2 separate regions of the Bactrocera dorsalis genome follow, and region 2 is linked to region 1. A link is a contact called in public Hi-C data. All regions are on one chromosome and are shown on one strand. Each heading gives the region's core, a stretch centred on a gene start, on an enhancer-like site or on the middle of the called end of the contact. The rest is flanking DNA. Distances are from core to core; before and after follow the strand shown. Region 1 overlaps LOC105226277. Region 2 overlaps LOC105226277.

Region 1 (3,568 bases), core at 309-2,808:
TAGTATATGTATATTACACAATTTTTTAATTTTGATTTTTATTTATATTTTTTATTAATATTTTCACTAAGAATTTTTTTTATATATTCTTTTATAATAATATATTTTTAGTATTTTTAAAGCATTTTTTATAATGTTTGGTTTGTAAATATTTGTTTATGATTTTAAGCATTTTTGTTATTAATAATTTTTTTAATAGGTTTTTTAACATTTCTTTTTAATATTTCGGTAAATATTTTTTTAACATTTGCTTTTCAATTTTTGGTTTTACTTTAGTAAATATTTATTTTATTTAATATTATTTATTTAAATCTTTATTATGTATTATATTTTTCTTTTAATATTTACTTTTATTAAAATTTTTATATTTTTAATTATTTTTTAATATTTTTTAATATATTCTTTTATAACAATATTGTTCATTTCATATTTTTAAAATATTGTTTATAATATTGTATTTGGTTTGAAAATATTTCTTTTAACTTTTCAAATATATTTTTTTTATTTTTTTAAATATTTATTTTATTAAATTTTTTTTATTTTCTCTTAAAAAACTATTATTTTAAAATATTTGCATTTTTTGGATTTTGTGGTTTGGAAATATTTATTTTTTCTTTGTAAATATTTATGTAGGTATATTTTTTTTGTCTTTTTTACGTATCTTTTGTAAATAATTTGAATTTTTTTTAATATTTTCTAAATATATATATTTTTATTTTTTATAAATAATATAGTATACCCATTTTAAATTTGAGTTTTATAAATACCATTAGCTTATTAAAACAAAAAAAGAAACTTTAATAAAAAAAATATATTTTTTTAATTACTAGTCGTTTCAATCTTCATTTTTTTTATACATAAGTACTTTGTGGTCTTACCTTGCCCACCCCATGGGAACTTCAGCAAACGTTTTATGCTCGGATTTCGACGTACTGTGGGCGCGACTATCGGTTCGCCATCCATTTTATGTTAATGTGGTTACTTTTGGTATTGTTGTTGTTGGTTAGATTTTTACAAAAATTTGTTTAACACTTTTTTTTAATTTCAAGGCAAAATAGTTTTACATGTTAGTCGACTTTTTATTTTTTTTATATTTTTTTCAATAATATTTTTTGCAGCACTTATTCATACATATTTGCTTTGTAAAAATATATATATATTTTCCTCTTTGGTGATAAGATTTGGTTGTTTTTACAAAAACTGCAAGAATAAACGGTTATATTTACTAATGTTGGAGAAGTATTTCGAAACACAAATAACTTAAAGCACTGAAGGTTGTTCGTAAAACCGCGTCTCTGCTAAGTTCAAGTACGAAAAAGTGTTATCGGCACTTTTTAATTTTTTTATTTTTTTTTGTCATACTTTTGTTTTTACTTTAAAATTTTTTTAGTTCATATTTTTTGTATTCATCACATTTGTATGACTTGTGTATATGCAGGCATGTGTGTGTGTGTGCATTAGTTTTTTTGAGTCGTTGCCTCCAGTGAACAACTACATACCGCAATCTCCTTACGCCTTTGGGGCACATAACAACCGCCAAGGTCAGGGTTAATGTGCATGTGTAGTAGCGACAAACATTGCTGATAACTTGTATTTTTTTACACTCACTACCGCTAGTCAGATTTGCGCTTTAAAAAGTGAAGTAAACAAAAAAATACACTCTAAAATTGACTGCGCGCACAGGCAATGCGGCACCGAGGGCATCATTCAAGCAATATTTTTTTAGCGCCGTTTTGTTTACATTTAATGGCATGAAATTTAGAGAAGCGAAAAACGTTTTTCCCGAATTCTCACAAAGTATTCGTTAGTTGATTTCAGTGAGTACAAGTACGATTTTTATCGATAATTTTGATTTCAGTGAGCAGTTTACGATTTTTATCGATAATTTTGTGTATTATCGAAATTTTTATCGATTATTTTACTTTTATGGATTATTTAATTTGTATCATTTATTTGATTTTGTATTGTCGATTTTATTTATTATCGATAATTTCATTCATCATCGATAATTTTAAGCATAATCGAAACTTTTTTTATCATCGATAATTTTATTCATTATCAATAATTCAATTTTAATCGATAATTTTAATCATTATTCATAATTGATTTTTTTATCGATAATTTTATTACTAATAATTAAACTTGGTTTACAGTGAAATAGTCCCTAAGTTTACAACAGTTAACAGCTGGAGCGTGTTCATAGAGCGGCTCTCATCCGCATCTGCGGTGCCTTAAGAACAACCCCAATAATGCCACTAAATTCCCTTCTGTTGGTAGATGTTCGACGGCTACTATTAAACTTTTGTTAAAGAAACTAAGTATAAGAAGGACCCCAGCCAAAGACACATTGAAATTCTCCACTGTTTCAATTGCATTCTTTACAATCTAGCTCACTGTATCGCAAGACCTACTCCTGGCGGTTTTTTTTCAGTCTTCGGATGGTTCGAAGTTAAGAAGGAGAGTAGGTGGTGTAGTCTTTTGTGGGAAGCTCTTCAGCAACTCTAATTTCAGGCTATCAGGCCACTGCAGCATCCTTCTAGCGAGGGTTTCTGTCACCTAGATAACAGTAGATGAACTGCTCTTGCAGCTTCAGAGAGGTTTGTATTCACTACCACAGTCGAGCTGGTATTCTGGCTTTGAGCTCCCTGACTATGCGCTCAAAACTAAGTTAATTTTAGGAGTGCAAGACCTCGTAAGCAATAACTTTAAGCTTCTTCCCTATTAGACTTGTATGAATGAGTTTACTAGAGGGACCTCCTTTTCCCAATTTCATACGATTGCGTTCTGTTTTTGAATCTGGACTTCCAGTGAACTCAACAACAGTCAATGGCCAGATCTTTTGCGATAGCGAGATCTTTCCTGCCTAGAGTGAACCATAAGAACTACTGGTTCTTGGCAAAGGCAATCTCGCCTCAAACATTTTTTTATAGGTTCAAACGCGATGCGGCTAAATATTCTGCCGCCAAAGTTGTATAGAGGAAGTCGGGATGGAGTCATCTATTGCCTCACTGAATGCCGACTTTGCCGTATGGTGTTTCCACTGACAAAGTAATACTGTTCAAGGACCGATTTCAAAAAAGTATTTTTTGTATTTAGACCAGTGTAGAAGCCTGTGAAAATGGTAAATAGTGAAAGAAAATCACAGAGCAGGCTGAAATACATACATTAACGAAATGAAAGGAAAAATAATTAACGGGCGACCTGTGGTCGAAAAGAGGAGGCGGTTGAATTTTTAAGGTATAAGAAGGTTTATCACGATCCTATGAGTCCTATAGAAAAAAGTTGTACGGCAAAGTTGTAGGTAACGAACCATATAACCTCAAAACCTGGTCGAATTTATATAAATACGTATATGTATATATGTACGTACATATATACAATATGAAACCTAAATTTCTGGCTATTGATATTTTGCATGTATGTATGTAAGTAACATATTGTTATCTACAAATGAAATTATCTTGTTGCAATAAAGACAACATTTGACAATAAATTAAACTGAAAATATTGATTTTTTGGTTATGTACATATACATATATATGCTTGTAAAATATATAACCTTGATGGT
Region 2 (3,380 bases), core at 455-2,954, 38 kb after region 1:
TTGAAAATACGAAAAATGTTTATTTTAAAATTAAAAATAAAATTTCCGAAATTTTCTACCAAAAAAAAGTTTGAATTGAACATTTAAAATTGGAATAGAAAATTTAATATTTTAATTTTAATCCATATTTTTTTTTTAGAAAATTCATTTTCAATTTTATCACTTTTCAAACTAATTCAAGAATAGGAGCTTTTACACCACTTTTTAAGTTCAAAAATAGATAATCATTTTTCAGTTTTGCTTTTGGAATTAAATTTATGATTTTTATTTTAGAAATTAAAATTTCAATTTCAAACATTTGGATTAAAAATTCAATAAAAAATTAAAAATTTAAATAATTAATTAATAAAAAATTAAAAATTTCATTAATTAAAAATAAAAAATTAAAAATTTAATTAATTAGAAATAAAAAATTAAAAATTTAATTAATTAAATATAAAAAAAATTAATTAATTAATTAATTAAAAATTTAAATTTAATTAATAAAAAATTAAAAATTTAATTAATTAAAAATTTAATTTTTCATCTAAAATTTTTGTTTTTAAAAAATTTATTAATTTTGATTTAAGATTTAACAATTAAATTTTCGATTCTAAATTTCGATTTTGAAATTAGAAATTAAATTTTCAATTTAAAAAATTTGGAATGAAAATTTAAAATTCGAAAAATAAAAAAATTAAAATTTGAAAAATTTTTTATTAAAAACTTGAAAAGTATTCAAAAATTACTTTCAAAATTAATCATATTGAGTTAAATTTTTTTTAAATTTTTTTATAAAAAATTTTTAATTAAAATTAAAATTTTCAATTTTTTATTCCAATTTTATTTAAAAAAAAAAAAAAAATTTCCTTCAAAAAATCACTTGCTTTTATTAGGAACGGCACTCAAGTTTATATAGCGCAACAAAAAACCACAAAAACAATTTCTTATCTCTGCACAGCAAAACAACGCCACACTAAACCAACCCAGCCGCGCCAAAAGTAACTGTATTTAAGGTATTTTTTTTTTTGCTGAAAACAGGGAAATATGATTTTGCACGCGATTTCTATTTAATTAAGGAGAAATATGACGAACTGCGCAAGAAAATGACAACAACAAAAAGTTGTATGAATATAAAAATAAGCAAAAGTAAACTAATTTGAGCAAACATTGTGCATGAGCGTAGAAGAAGAAGAGCGGGAAGAAGCACAAGCAGCAGAGGTGGGTGCAATACATTGAACTCGAGCAGACAGACGTTTTGCGCTTACGGCATTTGAGGTGTGAAGATATGGCAGCTGAGATGCACAACAGTTAGCCGTAAAGCAAACTGAACTAAAAGCTGGCGAAAAACGAGTGAAAAAAGAAAATAAAACCTAAACTGCTGACACCATTAATCCACTTGAGAGCACAAATTAAAGCAAAGCGCAGCTAAAGATGCACCAATGTTTCAATAATTCACGCCACCATAGCCGCAGCAGTTGCACAGTTACATTAACGGGCAACAAATACACATACATATATATGTATATATTATAGACATATGTACATATAAGCATACATATAGAGGCAAATCGCAAAGAATCCGCCAGCAATGGCAGCTTCCGTGGCAGTTGGAGTAAATGGTGGAGCCCGCAACGCCAGTGAATCAGTCTCTAGCAACCGTATAAAGCAGCACACACATACATTTGTATGTATGTATGTATGGAATACAGTTGTTGCACCGACTCGACTGCTGACTGACTGGCTGCCACACGAGCGCTGCGGTGCGGCGTGCAATTTTCGCTCAGCTGTGAGCAGGGTGCACTTCCAGGCGGATTTATGCATGTGTTTAGTATGCATGTGTGTGTGTGTGCGTTTGTTGTAGTTTGCATTTCTTGTGACGTTGAAGGCGAGCAAACGAGAGCTGACTTTATGTGCCTGATATGCCATGTATCTGCTCTGCAGCATCTATACTTCAATGCAACGCTGACTGTGTATCCGTTACTGCAATGTTGTTGTTGTTATTGTTGCGCTTTAACACTGCTTCTATAAACATTGTATGGTTGTTGTTGTTGTGCATATTGCTGTAAATGCTTGCAAATTTTCTATTTAATTTGACAGGAAGACAAGGGAGCGGCAACAGGCAGCCGGAGAGACAGCGCTGCGGGCGTTAGCAACAATAATAACAACAACAAATAGGAAAAAATAATGCTGGACTCGAAACGTCAGCACTAAACACTGTTAAATTTAAGATTTTAAACTTTCAAATTGTTTTAAATAAAAAAAATATGTATTTTTTTAATTAAAAAGTTTAATTAAAAATAATTAATGTTTATATTTACATTTTTTTTTTCATTAAAATTAATTAAAAAATTTATTTTTAAAAATATTTCTGTTTTATTTTTTACCTTATTTTCAATAAAAATATATATATTAAATTATTATTAATTTTTTTTTTGTTTTTTAATTAAAAAAATTTAATTTTTTTTTTTAGAAAAAATTAAAATAATTTAAAAACAAATTTTTTATTCTTTTAATTAAAAAACAATGTAAAAAAAATTAGTAATCATTTAAAATATATATTTTTTTACACATTTTTTCGGTTTTTTTATTTAATTTTAATTGTAAAAATAATTTTAAAAATATTTTGTAAATTTTTTAAATTTTTTTTTATTTTTTTACACTTTTTGAAATTGTGTTTTTAAATTGTTTCTAATTTTTTTTTACACTTTTTTTCGATTTTTTTATTTAATTTTATTTGTAAAAATAATTTTAAAAATATTTTGTAAATTTAAAATTTTTTTATATTTTTTACACTTTTTTATATCGTTTTTTAATTTTTTGTTTGATTTTTAATTTGCTTTTTATGATTAGACAGCACTAAAATGAAGCGCCGCTCGTGCGGCTATTAGCCACTTTCACATGCAGCCACATATACACAAATACACATACAAATGCACTTAAGGTATTTTTATGCGCACAAAAACAAAAACAAATACAAAAATATGCATTTTTCGCAAACGCTTGAAAACACTTTTAAAAATATTTTTTACAGATTTTCATTTAACGGTAATTTTTATGGCATTTGCTGCTTTAATGTCGCACTCGTAACTACCAGGCTTTCACTGATTGGCGACGAAGTTTTTAAACGCTTTTTTTTCAAATAAACAACTTTACACAAATTTACACTTTAAATATTTTTTAATTAATTTTTTTTTTGCACAAAACGCTCACAACTCATTTGCGAAACACTCAATTACAAAAAAAAAAATTAACACCAACAATTTTTGATTTTGTTTCTTTGCAAAATGACTACTTTAAGGTTAAAAAATACTTTTTCTTTTTGTTTTTGCAAAATAACTTTTTAAGATTAAAAAAAAAAAATAAATTTTTTTTCATAAAATAATTACTTTAAGATTTTC

What was found. Hi-C and Micro-C count contacts between places; a contact is called where the count stands out from the background.
Region 2: a Hi-C map of whole body shows a contact between it and region 1, with 2.6 times the contacts expected there. The contact joins two enhancer-like sites. A contact is called at or near these places in 2 of 2 Hi-C or Micro-C datasets (both in whole body).

Annotation. Positions count from the first base shown.
Region 1 is chr3:16,892,918-16,896,485 of ASM2337382v1, forward strand. All of the region lies in intron 14 of LOC105226277, which reads right to left. Among protein-coding and RNA genes, the nearest start is that of LOC105226277, 140 kb to the right of the region's middle. Within about 2 kb of position 1,559, the one cell type or tissue checked has open chromatin away from gene starts, as enhancers often do.
Region 2 is chr3:16,930,822-16,934,201 of ASM2337382v1, forward strand. The region is part of intron 14 of LOC105226277; the gene reads right to left. Among protein-coding and RNA genes, the nearest start is that of LOC105226277, 100 kb to the right of the region's middle. Within about 2 kb of position 1,705, the one cell type or tissue checked has open chromatin away from gene starts, as enhancers often do.